5 separate regions of the Mus musculus genome follow, and all the other regions are linked to region 5. Evidence: chromatin contacts called from public ChIA-PET, HiChIP or PLAC-seq, capture Hi-C and promoter capture Hi-C data. All regions are on one chromosome and are shown on one strand. Each heading gives the region's core, a stretch centred on a gene start, on an enhancer-like site or on the middle of the called end of the contact. The rest is flanking DNA. Distances are from core to core; before and after follow the strand shown. Region 1 holds the start of Hebp2 (heme binding protein 2). Region 2 holds the start of Nhsl1 (NHS-like 1). Region 3 holds the start of Txlnb (taxilin beta). Region 4 has its middle 24 kb from the start of Txlnb. Region 5 holds the start of Reps1 (RalBP1 associated Eps domain containing protein).

Region 1 (4,175 bases), core at 1,120-3,619, 490 kb before region 5:
AGGTAAATAGAGTATCAAATGGTTCAAGAACAACTTAGCAGTTCACAAGAACCTGTATACAATTTGTATCCTCTCCCTCTCCCCCCCCCCTCCTTCCTCCACCCTTCCCTACACAAAAGCTGACAATAGTCCAAGTTGAAACAATACAAATCATCATACATTGATAAACAAACTGCTTATAAAAATCCTTATTTGACCATTAAAAAATGTGTATGACATGCATGAACCCTGAAGATACTTTAAGCAAAGGCAGTTAGTCACACAGAGCATCCCACAGTGTGGTTCTTCTATATGAAGTGTCTGAGCGCTAGGCGTGGACTCAGTAAATCTGGGACACTTTTACACCATCCTGGCTCTTTGACATTTTCTAGAGATGACCCGTGGTCAATCAGCAGGATGGGAGGTGCAGGGTGGGTAGGCCCCTCTGCTTTATTTTGTTTTTGGTTTCCAATCAAACCACAAAGATAAGTTCAAGTTACTAGTTTCTTGGAGCATGGCTCTAGGAGTTGGGTGTGCCCCAGTTTGCTTTCTGATGCTGCCATAAAACACTATCCAAAAGTGACTCGGGGAAGAAAGTGTTTATTTGGCTTACATTTCCATACCACAGTCTATCACTGAGTGATATCAGCAAACTGTGGGCAAGAACTGAAGCAGAGACCACGCAGGGAAGAGTGCTGCCTGTTCCCAGACTCACCTTCAGCTACCTTTCTTTTTGCTTTTCTTTCAAGACAGGGTCTCTCTACACCACCCTAGCTGTCTTGGAACTCACTGTAAAGACCAGGCTGGCCTCCAACTCACAGAGATCTGGCTAACCGTCTCCCCAGTGTGGTGCTGGCATTAAGAGCATCTATGCCACCATGCCCAGCCCCAGCTACACTTCCCAGAACCAGTTGTTCCAGGTGGCACCACCCACAGTTTGCTGGGCCCGTCCACATTAATCATTCATCAGAGAGAATGCCCCATTGACTTGCCTACAAACCAATCTGTTGAAGGCAGGTGTGTTCTCTGTTGAAGTTTCCTCTTCACGTATGACCCGGATTTATGCCAAACTGACAAAAAAAAAAAAAAAAAAAAAAAAAAAGCAAACAAAACAGAACTAACTAGCACAGGGGCTTAGAACATGCTAAAGGCTGAGGGGGGAGATCATTAAAAGATGGGCTAGCATTGTAATTGCTGCAAAACTCCATAAATATAATTGAAAGCCATTAAGTAGTTCACTTTACTATTATTACTGATTCTCTGTTTTTGAGGCATTCGGATATAGCTAAGAGGGGGTGGGGGTGGGGCAAGTGGCTTCAATTTTTGTGTGTAGTCAAGGGTCACTTAGAATTTCTGGGTTTCCTGCTTCCAAACTCACAGTTCTAGGATTACAGGGGTACACCACAATGCCTGGTTTATTAAATAGTAGAGGTATGTTAAAACATATACATGTAATTAAAAATAAAACTGAAAAAAATTCCAGCATGGGGGAGGGATGTCTCTGGAGTACTCCTGAGAATTCTTTATCAGTAACGGGTTGCTGGGACCTAGAGACTCATTTCTTTTTAGGAGTGTGAGCATGGGTTTTCAGTGCCTCAGTGATAGACTCCAGCCTAAGTGCATGTGAGTTGAACTAGCTGAATCCAGTGAGCTAAATAAATACTCAAAGAATTTTGGAAGGAAGATGTGATGGGGTGGAGGTGGGGTGGAGAGTGGGGTTTCAGGAGTTGAGGGGAGAGAGGGGCAGGTGGATATGATCAAGATAAATTGTATATCGGTATAACATTTTAAAAGAAAAAAGAGATGAATTATATATAAATTTATTTCAATAAATCTTTTGGAAAAAGTATGAAGCCTAGCCAAAATATCTAAAGAGCACTAGTGTGTGCTCTGGCCCGTCCTCCAGGGCTGACTGGAGGACTCAGATGGTTTCAGTAGCCCAAGACACAACACACACACACACACACACACACACACACACACACACACACACACACACACACATTGCTCTCCCCAAAGATGCTGGGTCTCCATTGACTTTCCACATTGAGCAAACCTGAAAACTGTGGGCCCTGGCTGCCCTTCTAGTATAAATCAGTCTGCGGATCCCAATTTGGACTCCAGGATCTAAGGGCAGCAGGAGTCAGAGTCCTGAGTGCTAGCTGCTAGAGGTCTTGGAGCTCCGCTGCGAAGTCTTGGGGCAGGCGATTTTCTTTTGTGAGGGTGGGGAGGAAGCTGATTTTGCAGAGGCGCTGGCAGCGTTTTCAATGTAGGGAGAGGCTCCCTGAATGGGTGCCCGGACTGGTTCCACAGAAACCGAGCTAGGAGCTGCTCAGTCCTCCGCCCACCACTGCCCACAATCCAGTTCTGCAAAACATCAGCTAGGTGGGAGGGACTCTGCAGAGGACCTAGATGACCCAGGGCCAGCCGGCCGATCCTGATCAGTCTGATCAGCTAGCTGATCCTGACCTTATCCCTGCAGAGGGGTGTGGCCAGGGCTGGCGCAAGCCTGAGGTTGGTCGCGACGCCGCCTTGTGGCTCAGACCGAGAATGTCCTACGGACCCGCAGTAAGGGCTGCAGGGCCGAGCGTGCGCCGGTGGGGAGGGGACTCAGAACAGGGTGGCCGGTGAACACAAACAGGGCGCGCCCCTCCCAAGCTGCCCTTACTCATGGCAGAGGAGCCGGAGCCAGACCTCGGGGTGGCCGAGGGCTCAGAGGATCAGGCCTTGGAGATGCCGAGCTGGAAAGCTCCGGAGGACATAGACCCCCAGGTAGGCGTCTTCCAGGGCCCGCAAAGATTCATCTGGGCTACTTTACCGTGATATGAAGAGTCCCCTAGAGTTAAGTTAAAATATATATATATATATATATATATATATATATACTATTTTAGATCTGCGCGAACCAGGAGATGCGTTGTTTAGCTGACCCCAGGAGAGAGTCATACATCCACTTCCTGTCCGCGGAGCGGGTGGGGTAGGGAGAAACTGGTTACTACTACACAGACCCAGCGCTTCGATTTAAGAAAAGCTTGTAATCTGTCCTTAGGGCAGTATCTGCTCTCCAACCCGTAGGGAAACCTCAGGAGAGTCCATGCTTGTCCTAAAGAACGGGAACCTCAGGCTAGACCTTGGGGGGAGAGGGTTGCAGCTCTCCTGTATTGGGGACTCTCACCTCCTGACGTTCATGAGTTGCTGCTTGTTCATGAGTTCATGAGTTACTTCTCTTAAGTTTTCTCTGTACCATTTTAGCCAGGAAGTTATGAGATCCGGCACTACGGACCGGCTAAGTGGGTCAGCACTTGCGTGGAGTCCCTGGACTGGGATTCAGCCATCCAGACTGGTTTCACAAAATTGAATGGCTACATTCAAGGCAAAAATGAGAAAGGTAAAAGTAGCCTCCGAGATGCTGCGATTACTGAGTTTTAGTCTCCTGAAGAATTCTGTTTTGTAATAGACGAATAACCAGATGACTGAAACTCTAATGTTTTTATTCACGATTGGCTTCAAGAACTTTAGTGTAGCTACAGTAGAGTGTTGCTGGGTTCTGCTTGTCAAGGTCTATACTTTCCTCATTTTTTTTTTTTTTTCCTAGATGAAATGGGACTCTACCTAGGGAGAAGTCCTTTCCTGTGCCAAATGCCTCTAATAGTGATATCAAGGGACAGGAAAATGCAAGGGCATGAGCCTCAAGTTGTGTGTGTGTGTGTGTGTAATTTTGCAAGTCTCTTCGCCTTAGGACCACAATTTCTGAGATATAGAGAAAAATAATTGGCCCATGTTTTCTGTGATTTCTTCTTTATGTTTAAAAATATAGAATTTATTAACCCAAGAAAACACTACAGAAAATTGTTTAATGTAGAGTAATGTGTCATTCTACCACTACCCCTTTATAAAAGAAAAACAAAAACAAAAAGATGAGACATATCAAGGGTACATATTTATAGTGGTAATGTAAAGGAAATCAAGAAACATCAGCCATAATATGCTAAAATTGCTTTCATTTTTTCCATGACGTAGAGATGAAAATCAAGCTGACAGCCCCCGTGACAAGCTACGTGGAGCCCGGCTCAAGTCCTTTCAGTGAGTCTACCATTACGATTTCCCTGTACATCCCCTCTGAGCAGCAACCCGATCCACCCAGGCCTTCAGAGTCAGATGTCTTCATTGAAGACAGAGCTGAAATGACGGTGTTC
Region 2 (4,433 bases), core at 320-2,819, 350 kb before region 5:
ACCATTTCAGAGCTAAACAGTTCAGTCCCTACACCAGACATCCTAATAGGCAGACGTTAGAAAGTCTATATAGAAAATAGGGAGTGTTATAAAAGCCTAGGATGTGCCCATGTCCTCCAGCAGGACTATAGTCTTCCTCACCTTCCAGGGGGTCTAACATGCTAATCCTGAGAACAGACACCAGCGCTGGTCTGACAAGGAACTTGACAGAAATCCAAAACTCTTTTGGCCAAGGTAAACCCCTTGTGTCCATTTTCCTCCGTGTCACACTCAACACCTGTCTAAGTCACACATTCACCAAACCCATTCATCTTCTCAGAAGAACGCCGCAAAAAGACACAAACCCTCAAGCTTTGTCAGAGCACTTACTGGAAAGAGCTCATGACTTGGCCCAGACCAGATGATTCCATCTGGGGTGACAGCGTCTTACTGACTTATCCAAGTCACAGGCGAGCATGGACTGGGGAAGAGGGGAGAGCACCTGCGGCAAACAACAGCTATTTAACCTTCTGGGAAGGCTACACGGTCTCAAGCTGGATCTTGGCGGAGCAGTTTTTATTTCAGACGTGTAAACAAATGAATGGTACTTAGCTCCAGCACAAAAAAAAACAAATAAGGAACTCCTGATGGAGCAGGAGAGGACGTGACAGGAAAGCACCGGCAGGAACAAAGAATTCTATAGAGCAAACTTTTAAAAAGATGTTTAAATTAAGAATAAAATCAAGTCACCTTTTCTGGGCTGGGTCCTGTATATCCAGTTCTCATCATCGGCTTCCACCTGGTGCCCACAAACGGACAGCTCTCCATCACTGCGGAACAGCCTCTTTGTCTGCCTGGACAGGGAGGAGAAATTTATCCAACTCACAGCACGTGAGAGGGAGCCTGGGCTTGCCTTGATTCCGAAGGAACCTGAGGAGCCGTCCTTTTTCATCTTCTTTCACATCAAAATCCTCTAGAGACAAAGGGCAGCCCAACAAACAAAATGCTGGCTTTTTAGAATTGGCCGGGATCCTTGAAAGGGGCCTGCCCCTTCCCTCTTAACGCTGAGAGTCGGGCAGGCTTTGTGCTTCTGCGTGCCCGATTAAAAGGAAAATGAAGGATTAAAGATAAATTTTTTAAGAAAATGGTTTACTCTAGACACATTGTAGCACCAATTTCTGGCGGGAGGTCCTCAGGCAAAAATAAAAATAATAATAAATAGAAGTACAAGCTTTAGAAAAATAAACAGTACAGTCATTTCAGACACACTTGCCAAGACTTTGTGAAGAAGAGCCAAGGTACCCCGACTCTTGGCTGCATGGCTAGCATCCCTAAAGGTAATCCTACGCCTCTCCAGGGCATCTTTCCCTCTTAAGGCAGACAGCCAGGCTTCCGGAGCTAACTCCTCACCCTGCAGAAAAAGATCCAGCGTCAAGCAGGCCCCTAGTTTAAAGTTCACCCACACAGGTTACTCAGGAGAAATCAAAGGGTTCGGCTCTGTTGTCCCGGCCCAGGGAAGAATCATAAACCGCCCACTTGCCCTCCTTCCCGTCTGGGAAGCGCTCCTAGCCGCAGGACTCCACAAACAATAAAACAGGCTGCGTGGCTATCGCTTGGATTACAGAGTAAGCACTCCTGCGAAAGATGATAGGCTTGCCCGACACTGAAGGCACCTCATTGGAGACAGAGAGCCCCGCCCCTCCACAGACCGTACTTCAGTGGTAGCTCAAACTTCTGAACTCCTGCAAAGCAATGGAAAAGCAAGCCTGTGCAGAACGTAGACGTCTCTCTGCAGATCACAAAAAAGATTTTGATTGCTGACTACTGGACCCACTTCTGAAAAAGGGTGATCACCAGAAGCGCTTTTAATGTGGTTTCTAGTCCCGAATTCCGGGGGTGGGGGTGGGGACACGGGTTAAGGAATGCCGCGATTAAGGATAAGGTAAGCAGTTTCACTTCACTTCCTGCTTTCAGCAAAGGTGAAACGCAGCCATGTGTGCACCTGTTTCTGCCTCCCCTTCTGCAGCCAGCAGGCAGAATATGGGGAGGTAGAGGCAGGAGGAACTCCTAGATCAAGGGCAGCCTTGTCTACAAGGTGAGTTCCAGGAGAGCCAGGGCTAGCTACACAGGGAAACCCTGTTCCAGAGAACAAACAGTTCTAAAGGCAAACTTTGTGTCTCAAGTCTACCCTGACTCTCTGAGACGGAATGACGGAGTTCTTCAAGCATGCCAGGGCTGGGGCGTTCGCTGAAGAAGTTCCAGAGCAAAGTGTCCCCAAGACAGTAGACTCTCATGCTACACAAGAAGACACTGGGACTGAAGAGGCAACTGAGAAAACAGCCGTCAGCACTAATGAGGCCAGAAAAGCTAAAGGGTTCTCAAGAGACCATGATGCCTAAATGCCTCAGGTTACAGACAGATGAACTCAAGCCCACACATACCCCATGCCAGAGCAGTGGTCAGGGATGGGAAGCAGACAGCACGGGGTCTGAAGTTCTCGGCTACTGGGTGTGCTGGTCCTACCTACCTCAGCTCTTAATTTTCAGTGATGTGTCTACACTGACCATTATTACAAGTGCAGAGACGATAGAGCTGCCAGGCCCAGTGGTGCACACCCATCTTCCTGATATTGAAGAGGTAAATGCAGAGAACTGACTTCCACTCTATGTAGAGCAGCCAGCCTGGGCTAGGTGACATCCAGTCTCAAGAAAACAAGAAGTAAAAAGAATTAAAAATATAAAAATGAGGAGTTTTTAAGAGCACCTCAGAAAAAATGTGAACGAGCCTTCTACTTAGCAAGACAGAGCTCCTGCCCTCTAAGAGTGCATGGGCACCAAACAACGTGCACAAGTCTCTCTAACCTGCTGTCCACACCTTCCTTATAGCTGCACTGTAATTCACATTTATAATTTAAAGGTATCTAAGCTTCATAATGAACCCCTTGCTGTGCCTGATACACCTTGATACACCTGAGACAGCTGAATCCTCTTGGCCTGGGTGCACAGTCTCAGTGCACCCAGTCCAGTACCCAGTACTGGACTCAGTACTCCTCACATGGCCCCAGCCTTGCACACATCTGGCAGAACCTAACGGAGGAGCAAGGAGAAAACTCACTATGAGCAACCAAGAGAAATAACTGGCTTATCAGAGCCAAGACTCAAGACTGTCCCTTAAAGTTGTTTACATTTATACAGAAGCTGAAATTATTTGCCAAAAAAACAATTTTACCCTAAATGTAGGCATGCTAACAAACTGGATTTCACTCTTTTTTTAAAAAAAAAAAATATTTATTTTATGTGAGTATACTGTAGCTGTAGAAGAGTGCGCATCAGATCCTGTTACAGATGGTTGTGAGCTACCATGCAGTTGCTGGGAATTGAACTCAGGACCTCTGGAAGAGCAATCAGTCAGTGCTCTTAACTGCTGAACTATCTCTCCAGCCCACAAACTGGATTTCTAAAAACTGTTCCTACAAACCACAAAACAGAATTGATTAACCAATCCTCCATGTACTGCCTAATCTATGGCTTAGGTCAGTGGTTTTCAATCTGTGGGTCTTAACCTCCTTGGGGTCACATATCAGATATACTGCATATCAGATATTTACATTATGATTCATAATAGTAGCAAAATAAGTTATAAAGCAGCAATGAAATCATTTTATGGTTGGAGGTCACCACGACACGAGGAAATGCATTAAAGGGTCGTGGTATTAGGAAGGTTGAGAATCACTGGCTTAGATGATTGAATATTTGCTAATACAAAGAAAATCACAAACATTAATTTGTTAATTAATTGGATCAAAGTTGCTACTGGCCAACAGCAAATACAATGGTTCTCGTCCGCCCCGGAGGTCACAGCTTTCTTCATGCTCCAGGTGGGTTCCAGCTATCTTAGAAGAGCCTAAGTGGGCTGCCTCAGAAGCCACCACACTCATTCATTTAGCAATGACCAAGAACACACACCTTAATCAATGGACTATTTACCCAGAGCCATGGGTACTGGGTACCTCGCAACTCACACGTACACAGTGTGGTAATCTTCATAATATTGCTATTGAGGAGTAGGGTACCTTAGAGTATCACTGGCTTGCTCTAGTAACTCCAGTCAGAATCTTCATCAGCATTGCAAAATGTTATCATCTAACCACCCCTCCCCCACCCCTCCCCCACCTCCCCGCTCCCCATGAAAGGCTCTGAGAGCATATCCCTCACCCTCTCAGACCTTTTAGACAGACCTGCTGAACAGATTTGACTCTGCTACTCACTGTGCTGTGTCTTCCCATGTACCCTCCTGCCAGCAGCAGCAGGCTGCCACACTGCAAGGTCTGCCGTCATCATCCTTGTGTGTGTGTGTGTGTGTGTGTGTGTGTGTGTGTGTATCAATACTGCTCCCTACCACTCTGCCTCAGCTGTGCTTCACGCACCAGGAAAACAGATAAACAAGCTCTCTGA
Region 3 (3,966 bases), core at 965-3,464, 260 kb after region 5:
TATATGTGTATGAGTATTTTCACACATATGTGTATGTGTGTGTGTGTGTGTGTGTACATGCAGAGGCCAGAGAAGGATGTCTGGTGTCACATCCATCTTCTACCTTTAAAACAAGAGCCTCTCACTGAACCTGGCACTAGGATGGCAGTCAGCAAGCCCCAGTTATCCTCCTGCCTCTGTCCCTAACAGCACTGTAATTGCATGCTCATTTGACTGCATCCAAGTTTCCACATGGTTGTCAGGATCAGAACTCTAATCCTTACGCTTGTATAGCAAGCAGTTTTGCTCACTGAGCCATCTCGCCAGCCCACATATAATACTAACTCCTTAAATTTCTATAACATTCTTTTACTCTAGAAACTGACTTCATCTTTGAAGTAAAAAGATGATAATTTTCTAACTTAAAAAGTTCTAGGAAAATGTAAGAATTTTAAGACATAGCAATGTATATCTTAAGCTAGAAAAATAATTCAAATGCAATATGGACTCAAACCAGGCATGCTGGGGCATGTCTACTTCTTATTTGTAAAAGGAAGGCAAGTCAGGCGTTCAAGGTCATTGTCAGCTACACAGAGTCCCTAGCCTGCCTCTGCTATATAATCCTGTCTCCCAGCAGCAACAACATCAACAACAACACCCACATAATAGTAGAGCCTCTGGGAAATATGGAACAACACAGCACATTGCATTAGAGACTCCGGGCTTTGCTCCTACCATGCTGAGGGGCGGAGAGATTTGGCTTAGGGTTTAACTTCTGGTGCGTTTTGTTTACAAATAGAACGCAATAGTTATGCTGCTAACTAATAGCATAAAACTATGGCAGCGTTCCCTAGCTTCACGGGTCGTGCGGTTGTGTTGGCATGTCAGTGGAAACAAAAACATGCTGTGTTATCAACTGCATAGCTTCCTTGGCTCATTTTTAGGGCAAGTGTCAAGCACTTGAATGTAGTAGGTGTTGAACACTTGACTGCCAACCCGAGAGTGGAAGACACAGTGTGGAGACAGTCCCCACCCACCTGTGGCTCCCCCAGGACTTAGGAGGAAGGTCATTCCTTTTAATTCAATCACTTGGTTATCACACAATGTGGCTGCGTCTCCACCACTGCAATCGAGAGCCTGACCTCCGCTCGCCATGCTCTCTGCTATATATAACTCCTGCCTCCCCCAAGCACACAGAGAGACACGTGTCACCTGCTGCCCTGCCAGAAGTTATTTTAAGTTCTTCTAAAATGAGTTCTGACATTTAGCCCTTCATCCCTAAAGTCAAGAGAATAGGCTCTCAGTCAGACTAAAAATTGTGACCATTTACTGGTTTGAATCCATATGTGAACTTTTAAGTGTAGGGGAGATTATCATTGGGTGAGATCTGAAGTCAATCAAAGTTCAAAGCAGTTATTTCAAACAGTCCACGGGCATTTTACTGTGGTTAGGCTACATGAAAATGTTCACGTGATCTATTCAAGCTTAGGTCTATGGATATTCTTTAAATTCCTGTTCCACATTAGTTGATGTGTGTGTGTGTGTGTGTGTGTGTGTGTGTGTGTGTGTGTGTGTCAGTCTCAGCACCTCAAATGCTCCACTGATGTGCAGTATCTCCAAACTCCAACCTTCTTTTAAAACAGTAACCTATTTTGTTTAGAGGACAATTTACTTCTTTAAGACACCTCAGAACAAACTAACAAGAAGGAAAACCAAATATAAACAAAGTCAAAGAACCTTAAAATCGTCCTTTTTGTAGCAAAGTTTCTTCTCACAAAGAAACTCTAAAATCTGTCTTTTACAAACTTTATTGGCTCTGTGCCCCTCCGGGAAGGAGGAATGTTTCCCCTGTGCTAGCTGTGGCTGCTCACACACGCACACGCACCATCCCTTCCTGATCCACCCGCTGTCTTGTGAAGTTGAACAATGGAAAGCCCTTCTACCATTTGCTGGCGTCTGTAACTTTTGAACACTACAGACTACAGGCTACAGGCTGCCCCTCAGGGCTTGGGGAAGTGTTTGTCATACTTACCAGAAGGAAGGGAGCTAAGCAGGAAGAGAAAAGAGAGGAAAGAGGTGGTAGAGTCAGAGGAGGAGCAGCAGCAGCAGCAGCAGCAGCAGCAGGAACAGGCAGCAGGGCTGAGTTCTTACAAGGAGGGAGAAACTGCACACACACACACACACACACACACACACACACACACACACACACACACGCCCACAAAAGGAGGGGGCGGGGAAGGAAACACCCGTGACGCAGCAAGAAAGAAGTCTGCCTGTGCTTCAGTAGGTGTCGCCAGGGGAGTATCCTTTGAAAGAAAAGCAGCTGGTGAATTGTGAGACTCTCCATGTTTAGCCCTCTTTAAAATTCAAACCCAGATGAATGGCCTCCTGGTGCGGTTTTCTGACATTGTTGTTATTTTGGAACACATCAGGAGTGTTTTTATTTCTTGGTTTATCTCCGTGGGGTTTATGATTCAACCCTGGATTAGTTAGTATCAGGTTTCTTTTAGGAACCACCAAAGATGCGGTGTGGCACAGCACAGGAGAAGTGGCAGAGACACTAATTCTGAGGACACTGCTTTCTTGTGGTTGTTACTATTGTTTTTGCAAAGTTTGAAATGCACATTTAGGTGGCTTTTGGAACTGTGGTTTAGGTAGTCTTTGCATGTGTGCTGTGTCCAGAGCTGACATCTCATCAGCTTGTTCATCCTAAAAATGCCTTCCTAGGGCCTAGAGGCAGAGGTAGGTGGCTCTCTGTGACTTCAAGGCCAGCCTGGTCAATATGGTGACTTCCAGGACAGTCAGAGGAACGGCTTAATATCCTGTGTAAAAGAAACAAGGATTAGCTTGTTAGCTTCCTCCTAACTCATAGCCATTCATGGGTGCCTTAAGCTTTCTGGGGAATGTATTTCCATGTTTTACCAAAACAGATTTAGTCTTGGCACAGCATCTCTGAGAATTTAGTCACCCCAAAGACATCCAGCCCTTGAATCTGGCACTTTACGTGTAGAGGGGACTTGCAGATGTGGTCAAGGATTGTGGGGTGGAGAGTCATCTAGAATGATCTGAGGGTGACCACTAATCACAGAGTCCTTATAAATGAGGCAAGCAGGCTGAGAATCAGATCAGATCTGTCGATCTAAGTGGGGTGTGTCATGGAGTAAGGTCCTGCGTCGAGGAGCATAAGAAGCCTTAGAAGCTGGGAAGGCAACAAAACACTCTTCTCTCAAGCCTCCAGAGGGATGCAGCCACACCAACAGCTTCACCTCAGACCCCATGGAACTCATTTTGGACTTTGACCTCCAGCACTGTAAAGGAGTAAGTTCACGTTTTTTAAAAAGCCTCTACCTCAGTGTCAGATTGTTAAAGGGAATGAAACGGAAGCTAACGTGCACCCCACTCCCAAGTGCTTCCCTACTTCCTGAGCTCGGGGTGCTGTAAGTCACAATCACAGAAAGGGCTGAAAAGGGGTGCAGGAAAGGCATGATGGGAAGAAGCAGCCTGAGAAGGAGAAACTCTGACAGAGACACTGCAGTGACTGTTAATCCTGGGATTTGCCAGAGAAAAAACCCCAAGTCCACCAGCTCCGGGCAAATTAAAGCTAGCTTTATTAAATATTAAATACTGACCACCAAATCCTCGACTTTAATCAGGACCATTCCCTGGAGTTTCTCAGCTGGAATGGCCTTGAGCCTGTGTAGCAGGGATTTATAAGGATGACCTATAGGCCATCATAGTTTCCTATGAGGCTTTGTTATTTTCTGAGAACTACAACTCCCAGCATTCCCGGAAGTTACCTGGTCCTTGGGCAACTGGGGTTTACAGGTTAATTTCGGGCCTTTCATGGCAAACACAATGAAACTGGTGAAAGAAAATAATATTCTCTCCTTAATCCTCACATCGTGAATATTCGGTTAACACCACAAATCAGAAGACAGCACATCCTGGATTGGAGCAATCAACTCAATCAGATCTCCAAGTGCA
Region 4 (3,999 bases), core at 666-3,165, 280 kb after region 5:
ACTGGGCATCAAACCTCTGGGAGGGGAAAAAAAAAAAACTCAAGTGCTCCTAACCACTGAGCCACCTCACTAGGCTCAAACCAACAATTTATGTGGCAGAGGAGCCTTGAGACTGAAGACTGCAAAGACCCTGAAAAAGCCATTACTTTTGTAATCAGATTTGATGATGCCACTAGAAATGAGACCGGAAAAAGGTCTGTGCTAATGAGTAGACTCCAGTGGGGAACCCTAGCATGCTTCCTGCCCTGATTCTCCTGGGCATCCCATCTCCTGGGGACGGGACAGGCTACTTTGGGAGCATCTCTTATTAGATAGAGTAGTTTTGAGAATTTCTTTATGATCAGCTGTTATGCCTAAAGATAGAGGAAGGCTATGGTAATGGTTTTAGACTGTAGGATTGCTTTGGGGTGAGGGAAGGGGTACTGGTTTCAATGGCCTAGCTTAGGGACAGGAATCGCTGCTACTCTGATTTACTTCAGGGGCGGGGGCAGTGAGAATGACAGCCGGGAAGGCAGGAGCCCTCTGCGATGGCTCCTACGGCCTTTCAAAGCCTTCAGTTCAACCTCAGCACCAGACCTCAGAGCCCCCATACCATGGCACGTTGTTTCCTGAGCCCAGATGTGAGCAAGGGTCCATCCATATTACGATATTCTAGAAGTTTCTCTGTGCCATCTCATTGAGATACTATCACCTGACTCTGGAAAATACTGGCATAGGTTTGAGTTAAAAATTAGAGCTTTATATTATTTTATGCTTTCATGTGTTTTGCCTACATGAATGTCTGGGAACCACAGGTATGCCTGGTGCCCACACAGGCTAGAAGAGGACATTGGATCCCCTGGATCTGCAGTTGTAGTTAGCTATAAGTTGCCATGTGAGGGCTGGGGATGAGCCCAAGTCCCCTGGAAGAGCAGGCAGTGTTCTTACCTATTGAGCTATCTCTCCAGCCCCTAGAATTTTCTTAAAGTAAAGTCCAATCTTCAAACCAAACCAAACCAACCAATCAAACTCCACATTCAAAATAAAGCAGTTTGATAGAAATCTTCTTTCCTGAAATGATAATACACAGAGCAAGGTATGTTATAAATTGTGGTCCTGAACTGGAATAACAATGAAAAAAAAAAGAAAGAAAGAAAAGAAAAGAAGAAAATTATTGACACAGCTCAAGCCATTGGCTTCTGTTCATCATAGGAAACCTGAAGGAAACTAGAACAAGCTTTGCGCCTGGGTTTCTGAACACAAAGTTATACTTAAGTGCTAAGTCCACTCATTCACCACTTGGCACTAGGATAAGGCAATCAAAGATGGCAGTTTTATTTTAATTAACATTGTAGTTAGTTTGTTGTGACAGCATCTCTCTCTCTCTCTCTCTCTCTCTCTCTCTCTCTCTCTCTCTCTCTCTCTCTCTCTCTCTCTCTCTGTAGTCCTGACTGTCCTTGAGCTTGTTTGTAAACCAGCCTGGCCTCAAACTCACACAAATCCTTTTGCCTTTGCCTCTTGAGTGTTGGAATTAAAGGTGTGTGCAACTACAAAGATGGGGTTTTTCAATCAGTGTTCATGTCCCAGTGAGTTAAATAAACCATAGAATAAGTGACCTGGGACTAATTTGCCCTAAGATGACAATAGAGGACGACCGCCACCTACCTGCCCCGCTCACATCTTTTGGGACAGGTCTTGCTTTGCAAGACATTCTACAAGCTCTGACCGCACCAGGTAAAAATGGGTTGCGCACTAGATAGATCTCCCTGTGGACGCTTGCCCCATGGGAAATCAATGCTGGCCAAATTTTTGAGAGAAGCTGAACCATTCAGAAGTTTAGAGGATGGGAACTGACTCAAAAGGAAGCCCCGAGACTTGCCATAGCAGTGGCAAACTGAACAGGAAACAGAAATTATGAGTCAGCAGCGGAAGTCAGTAAGCTAGTACCCAGAGGAAAACATGCAGCTGTGCAAAGATCCCGAGACAGACAGGCTGTGGCACATGGCGCATGGCGCTGAGCGGCCTTCCTTCTCATCACAGCTATCCAAGTAAATGAAGAGATGAACACTTGTCTCCCCGTTAACAGGCTTTCCTTACCCACACCAGTCTGCAGCTGAACGTCATCTTGGGACGAATCATCAGCACAGGATGACTGACTTCCTGTGTGTCTAAGACAGCACACTCTTAGGGACTGGCCCCAAGACGGAGCTTCTTATTGAGATGACAGTTAAAAATCTTGCTGGCCTCTCGCTGAAGTCTTGATTCAGCAGCTGAAAATGCAGAAAGATCTAGAAGAAGTAGATGAAAGAAATATAAGGAAACTGGATGTTCAGAGATAATCATCTCAGGGAACACGATCTTGGGGCCATCACCACTCAGTGAGCAAAGATTCCTGGGAGATTCAACAGACAGACAAGAAAAAAAGGAGAAGAAGAAAGTGAACCTAACTAAATGACTGTCCCAACAGAGCATACTACCCAGAAAAAAAAACCAACCAACTAACCAAACAAACAAACAAACAAACAAAAAAAACCCCAGAATAAACAAAGCAATTAAGTAAAACATGAACTATTCTTTTCTTAAAGAGCAAAATCTAACAAGTGGAGTATGAAGTTTCACTGGAGGCAATGACATAGGCACGGTTAAGGGAGTAGCCAGGGAAGCAGTTGCTTATGTAACTTTAATATGAGCAACCAAAAGAAATTTGAATAATCCTGGAAGATTGGCCCAGCATGGTAGTCATGAACATGCTAAGTGGTTGAATTCTGCATCAGTATTAAATACAAAACAAGACTATGTATCAGGGCTAGAGAGATGGCTTGGTGGTTAAGGACACTGACTGCCCTTCCAGAGGTCCTGAGTTCAATTCACAGCAACCAAATGGTGGCTCACAACCATCTCTAATGGGATCTGCTGCCCTCTTCTGGTGTGTGTGAAGACAGCTGCAGTGTATTCACATACATAAAATAAACACATCTTTTTAAAAAAAGTTATTAAAATAAAAAAGACTTTGTATTGGATGTGGCATCAAAAAGGAAAAGAAGAATTGGACAAAACTCCAGCGTGTTTGAGACAAGGCCTCTTTATGTAGCCCTGGCTGACTTGCAACTTGCTATGTATATCAAACTAGCCTGGAATTCTCAGAAATCTGCCTGCCTCTGCTTCCTGGGTGTGGAATGAAAGGTATGTGTCACCATGCCTGACTGAAATTCCTTTTCTTCTTTTTCTTTCTTTCTTTCTTTCTTTCTTTCTTTCTTTCTTTCTTTCTTTCTTTCTTTCTTTCTTACTTTTTTTTTTTTAAGTAGAGAATATTAGGAGGAACATAACGGAGGGATAAGTTTTGGACAGGTAAAGTTTTATAAGCCTGAGTAAAAGGGTCATTAAATAGTTGAATTATGAATCTAAAGTTGAATGAATAGTCTGGACTTAAAATATATCAATGTAAAAGTCTGCAGCGTGCTAATGGAGTCCATATAGTTTAAAAGAAATCTATTTCAGTCCAATTGAGCGGTTATAATGTGGCAACATAGCCTGGGAGACCGATAAACAATGGAATCAGCTTCTCAGAAGACTAGAAAGTTAGGTCAGTACCTGGTAAGGACCTGTTTCTGACTCTGTGACCGTACCTTCTCAGTGTTCTCCTATGTTAGCAGAAGTCAGATAGCTCTCTCATATGGGTGCTGACCTGCCAAAGGACACCATTTTCATGACTCAATCGCCTCCAGAAAGTCCATCTTCCAATGCCACCCCCTTTGACATGCACTTTTAGGACAGTGAAGAGAATATAAAAACAGATCATAGGTGGTGTCTTAGTTAGGATTTCCTTTGCTGTGAAGAGACAACATGACCAAGGCAACGCTTGTAACAGAGAACATTTAATTGGGTCTGGTTTACAGGTTCAGAAGTTCAGTCCATTATCATCATGGCAAGAAACATGGTAGCATCAAGGCAGATATAGTACTAGAAGCACTGAGAGTTTTACATCTTGTTCCAAAGGCAAACAGGAGAAGAGTAACTTCC
Region 5 (4,343 bases), core at 1,174-3,673:
TCAAACTCTCATAAGAGAAACTAAATCCACATTCCCCTTCAGTCTCACATTTCTATGTCTTAGGCCAAATTTTAAGTAAGCTGCCTTCAAGACTCCAGATTGCTATTCAGTACAGGTTGGCTATTCTTTATCAGCAATGCTTGAAACTGAAGGTTTGTGTACACACAATGAGATATCTTGGGGGTAGGATCCAAGTTTGAAGAGATCTCTTTACATCTCATATGCACAGTAGTCCCACAGTTTGAGAGTCAATTTAAAAGAATGATAATTCTGAACAAGAAAGTTTCATAATATGGAATTTTCCACTTGTGATATTTTGGCCCTCAAAGTTTTCAGGTTAGGAGTACTGCAGATATCCTGGTCAGGGATCGTCAACCTGATCATGTTACTGTGGAAGTCTTGCTTCAGGGATCCTACAATTTCCAACGTGTAATTGAATCCCAAATATTTAAACGACTTAAGCTACCTATGTACAAAGATAATAGAAATTTATTTTCAAATGCCAATACAATTGAGTAAAATATGAAAATAAGTTGGATTCAATTGAACATATCTCAGCTGGAGGTTAATGGACACTAATTTCTATGCCCTAAACATGTAAACACCCTAAAAAAGTCTTGTGTACCATTAGAATGACAAAGTCATTTCCAGTTAACTCTGAACCCCAAAGACATGAGCTAAAATAGAATATGGGGGGCTTCTTGTCCAGAACCTGTAAGTTTTGTACCAAATCCATTAGACACTAGCCCCATATCATTTAACCCATCAGCAAACTATGGGATGTTTTGTGTGAACCCAAGCTAAACCTGGTTTCCTCATCGTAAGAGGGCCATAAAAACAAAAACAGTGAATCCACACAGAATCTGAATTGTTGGGAAAGCCTAAAATTGTCACTATGTTGTCCTCTTCAGCAGCACAGATCTGAGACTTTCTTATCCTTCCCTGGTACCTAAAACACTCACCTTTCCCCACCACACCCCAGGGTTAAGAAAAAATGACAAAATGAAACAAAAGCAAAGTGAGAAAGAATTCACTCCCTAAACCACAGTAGGCACTCGGGTATTGTCTATATTCGAGGTGTGTGTAGAAATTTTTATATCACAAGGGTTTCTGTTAGAAGAAAACTGACTTTCACTCTAAGATGGGCCTCAGAGAACTGGAGGCTGAGGAGGCAGAGTGATGAGATTTCTAAAAGCCTGGAGACTCCTGGCCCAGCCCACACCCACGTCCCAGCACCTGAGCAGTTGAGGGGGCAACAGGACCCTGAGTTCAGGGCTAGTCTGGGATATAAAGCAATAAGCTGTCTCAAAACAAAGTAAAATCAAACCTCTGGCCCAATATTCTGCTTCCACTGCATTATATCCACTTCCATCTCCATGTGTTTGGAGATTTGGATAACTGGCTTGGGATCAATATGAGGATGAAAACTTAAGACGGTTCCTTCCTCCCATACAGTTTAAACAGGCTCTTACTATAGCAGCTATGAATCATTAAGCAGTAGCATTAATGCTCATCACAAATATTAGCACTTCTAAAACAGGCGACAAAGAAGGTTTACCCTTGCTGCTACAGAGTTACGAGTGGCAGAGTTACAGACTGAGGAGACTATCCGCTGTCTGATTCCAGCTGTTCAATAAATCCCAAACCAAACCCACAAGCTCCACTGACTATTCCCGGGAAGGGCACTAGAAGATACTGTCCACCGGCCACCCATTCTACGACCAAGTTCTTTTCACATCTATCTACATGCCAAGTATCAGCCAGAAGTTCAAATTTCTTAGTCTCCCCTAAGAACACAGCTTCCTTAAATTTAAAACAAAACAAAACAACCCCCCCCCTAAAAAAAAAACCCAAACCACCTGCTTCTTGGATACCTTAAGCGTAACAAATCTCACTTCATCGAGTCTGCTCGGCTCGCTCAAAAATCCATATGGCATTTTGCCTGCCTATAGTCGTAACTTTCCTATTGTGCGGGAGTCGAAGAGCTATGTGACTATAGTAGGCATATCCAGCAGACGCTAGGATGCACACACAACCCGAGAGACCCGGGACCTTGCTCTTCCAGTGCACAGGCTGCCGGAGGGATGCAGGCTCCGCAGACCCCCGCCCCCACCCGGACGGCGAGCCCTCCCCCTCCAGGGGTCCCCGCGCACCCCGCTCCCGCACCTGCGGCCTCTGCCCGTCCCCGGGGGAGCCCACTCCCGCTGCCGCTGCCCGGGGCCCGCGCGGCCGGGGACGCGGCGGTACCTGGAGGACCACGTCGTTGGGCAGCTGCGCGGCCCGGAACAGCTCGAGCACTCGCCCGTTGACCACCACCTTCTTGGTGCTCTCGATGTCGCAGTAGGAGAAGAGATCCGAGTAGTATTTCTGCTCGGCGTCGCTCAGCGTCAAGCCTTCCATCTTCGCCTCGGCCCGGCGGCCGCCCCGCCCCGCATGCACCACCCGGGCGCCGGCCCCGCGACCCGGGGCGGCCGGCGGGGTACTGCGCACGGCACGGCCTCCCCGCGGGGCCGCGAGCTCGTGTGGCCCGGGGCAGCCGGCGGCGGTGGCGCGCGGCTGTGCGCGGCCGCAAGCTCGGCGTGGGGAAAAGGAGGCGGCGGCTCCGGGCTCGGCCGCGTCCCTCGGGCTTCCCGCCTCGGCTTCCCCTTCCGCCCACGCGCCCCCCTCCGAGAAGTTGTGGGGCTTCCGAAGTCTAAAGTTTCGGGGGCTCGGGGCTGCGCGTGGCCGCCGCTCCGCCTCCCTCGGCCGCCATTGACTGCGCCCCGGCCCGGCACTGACAGCGGCGGCCGCGCTCCAGACCCGGATGTGAGGCCGGGAGGAGAGAGCGCGAGAGGGAGAGGGAGAGGGAGAGAGAGAGAGAGAAACACCCACCGGGCTGGCTCGGCCGCTCCCGGGAGAGCGGGCCGCAGCGCCCCCTGCTGGCCGGAGCCCCGCGGCACGGCGGGGCGCGGCGAGTGGCCCTGGGCGCCCTCCGCGAGGACCCCAGGCTGGGGGCACTTGGGGACCGACCGGCGTCCCAGCGACGCGGAGGGTTCAGGTCGCACTGCGGGCTGGGGTGCGGCAGCTTCTGGCGTGCAGCATTTCCTAACGGTTTGCACTTAACGAGGATAAGTGCATCGCTTTGCGCCGTCCACTGAAGCAGGGAAGCTTGCTCAGGTGTGGACGCTTAAACCAAGGCTGAACTCGATCTGGTCCCAAGCCGGGTCTTCTGTAAAACCAAGTTTGAAAAAATAGAAATAAAGAAAAAAAAAGTCACCTTTTTTTTTTTTTTTTTTCACCGAGAACCAAATACTGTCGGTTTATGCCATCCACTCGGGAAACCTGTGTAGGCCTTCAGCCAACTCCAGGCCCTCTTGTTGCTCACCATCCCTTCCTTCCTCTGGGGGGTGGGGGGGGGGGAGTCTTAATCTGCATCTGTCTCTGGAGTTCATAGACCCTTAACGAGCCTTTAATCTTTTAAAAGTATTTCTTTCCTGAAACTCTATGAAGTCAGGCTGGACTTGAACTCTTGATCCCCTGCCTTTTCTTTCCTAGTGAAGGGATACCATCACCAGTCAGCCCGCGACCTTGTCAGCATTAAATATGAAGTATTTCAGAAACGGGAGCCAAGGAAGATTACACAGAGGGCTTTTCAAGTTTGGTTTTTATTCTCTGTTACATAGAGCCCATTAAGGGGACATCATTATAAGAATGAGCAGACATAGAGGGCTGGGGATATAGCTCATTTGTTAGAGCACTGTGTGCACAACGCCCTGGGTTCTATTCCCAGCACTGCATAGATCAAGTGTGGTGGTGCTTACCTGTAATCCCAGCCATTTGGGAGGTAGAGGACAGGAGGATCAGAAGTTCAAGGTCATGTTCAGCCTCACAGAACACAGAAGGCCAACCTAGACCCTATCTCAAACAGCCCAGAAAACAGAAAGAAGAACTCTGGCACCAAATGCCTCCTTTGGAGGCTAAATCTAAATGAACGTCTGTGAAGCTCTTTATGTAAGTCTTTATAGATGCCACTTTGTGGCGATATTTTCATGTTACTCTACTTCATATAGTGCTTAGTACGTCTTACAATTCATACTCACAATTGCAGTTTGGGTATGTGTGTGTGTGTGTGTGTGTGTGTGTGTGTGCATTTTTAAAAGATAGGTTCAATGAGGTAGGGACTGATTCCTGCTGTCACTGGTCTCTTTTCCCCTGCCACCTCCCCATGGCCTAGCAGCTCTATCCTGCCCTAAGCCTTTGTTCCTTCTGAAACCTCACACAGACATTTGCACGTTCCTTCTCCTGTTCCGAGGGCTCCGTCTTGGAGAACAGTCCCGCTAACACCTGATCTCCAGCTGTTGTGC

What was found. Promoter capture Hi-C pulls out the DNA fragments that hold promoters and counts their contacts. ChIA-PET counts read pairs in DNA pulled down with a chosen protein or histone mark. HiChIP or PLAC-seq counts read pairs in DNA pulled down with a chosen protein or histone mark. Capture Hi-C pulls out chosen DNA fragments and counts their contacts.
Region 1: a promoter capture Hi-C map of neural stem cells shows a contact between it and region 5. The contact joins the promoter of Hebp2 here to the promoter of Reps1 in region 5. A contact is called at or near these places in 4 of 39 promoter capture datasets (cranial neural crest, embryonic stem cells, hippocampal neurons and 1 more), 5 of 484 Hi-C or Micro-C datasets (cerebellum, cerebral cortex, embryonic stem cells and 2 more) and 1 of 115 datasets of contacts at active chromatin or transcription factors (stem cell-derived neural progenitor cells).
Region 2: an H3K4me3 HiChIP or PLAC-seq map of bone marrow-derived macrophages shows a contact between it and region 5, with 5 times the contacts expected there. The contact joins the promoter of Nhsl1 here to the promoter of Reps1 in region 5. A contact is called at or near these places in 20 of 484 Hi-C or Micro-C datasets (CD4 T cells, the G1E-ER4 cell line, adipose-derived mesenchymal stem cells and 10 more), 3 of 115 datasets of contacts at active chromatin or transcription factors (bone marrow-derived macrophages, large pre-B cells and stem cell-derived neural progenitor cells) and 2 of 9 other capture datasets (embryonic stem cells and macrophages).
Region 3: a capture Hi-C map of macrophages shows a contact between it and region 5, with 4 times the contacts expected there. The contact joins the promoter of Txlnb here to the promoter of Reps1 in region 5. A contact is called at or near these places in 6 of 39 promoter capture datasets (the 3T3-L1 cell line, the SN4741 cell line, cranial neural crest and 3 more), 1 of 15 datasets of contacts at CTCF or cohesin (the NIH/3T3 cell line), 4 of 484 Hi-C or Micro-C datasets (B cells, the HL-1 cell line, embryonic stem cells and 1 more), 3 of 115 datasets of contacts at active chromatin or transcription factors (bone marrow-derived macrophages, memory CD8 T cells and microglia) and 3 of 9 other capture datasets (adipose tissue, liver and macrophages).
Region 4: an RNA polymerase II ChIA-PET map of effector CD8 T cells shows a contact between it and region 5, with 29 read pairs. The contact joins the enhancer-like site here to the promoter of Reps1 in region 5. A contact is called at or near these places in 1 of 39 promoter capture datasets (hematopoietic stem and progenitor cells), 1 of 15 datasets of contacts at CTCF or cohesin (the NIH/3T3 cell line), 11 of 115 datasets of contacts at active chromatin or transcription factors (CD8 T cells, bone marrow-derived macrophages, cardiomyocytes and 7 more) and 1 of 9 other capture datasets (adipose tissue).

Annotation. Positions count from the first base shown.
Region 1 is chr10:18,544,270-18,548,444 of GRCm38.p6, reverse strand. Hebp2 (heme binding protein 2) reads left to right here and starts at 2,369. Exons shown (of 4, transcript NM_019487.3): 1 at 2,369-2,751; 2 at 3,232-3,367; 3 at 4,000-4,175. The coding sequence starts at 2,650.
Region 2 is chr10:18,404,811-18,409,243 of GRCm38.p6, reverse strand. Nhsl1 (NHS-like 1) reads right to left here and starts at 1,569. Exons shown (of 7, transcript NM_173390.3): 1 at 730-1,569. The coding sequence starts at 931.
Region 3 is chr10:17,794,467-17,798,432 of GRCm38.p6, reverse strand. Txlnb (taxilin beta) reads right to left here and starts at 2,214. Exons shown (of 10, transcript NM_138628.3): 1 at 2,012-2,214. It overlaps Gm20655 (a long non-coding RNA gene), which reads left to right. Exons shown (of 5, transcript XR_871470.3): 2 at 1-3,966.
Region 4 is chr10:17,770,572-17,774,570 of GRCm38.p6, reverse strand. No RefSeq gene overlaps it. Among named protein-coding and RNA genes, the nearest start is that of Txlnb, 24 kb to the left of the region's middle. Within about 2 kb of position 1,915, at least 126 of the 459 cell types and tissues checked have an H3K27ac peak or open chromatin away from gene starts, as enhancers often do. A contact at or near this core is called in CD8 T cells, adipose tissue, bone marrow-derived macrophages and 5 more, where this site is marked.
Region 5 is chr10:18,054,020-18,058,362 of GRCm38.p6, reverse strand. Reps1 (RalBP1 associated Eps domain containing protein) reads right to left here and starts at 2,423. Exons shown (of 20, transcript NM_009048.2): 1 at 2,248-2,423. The coding sequence starts at 2,400.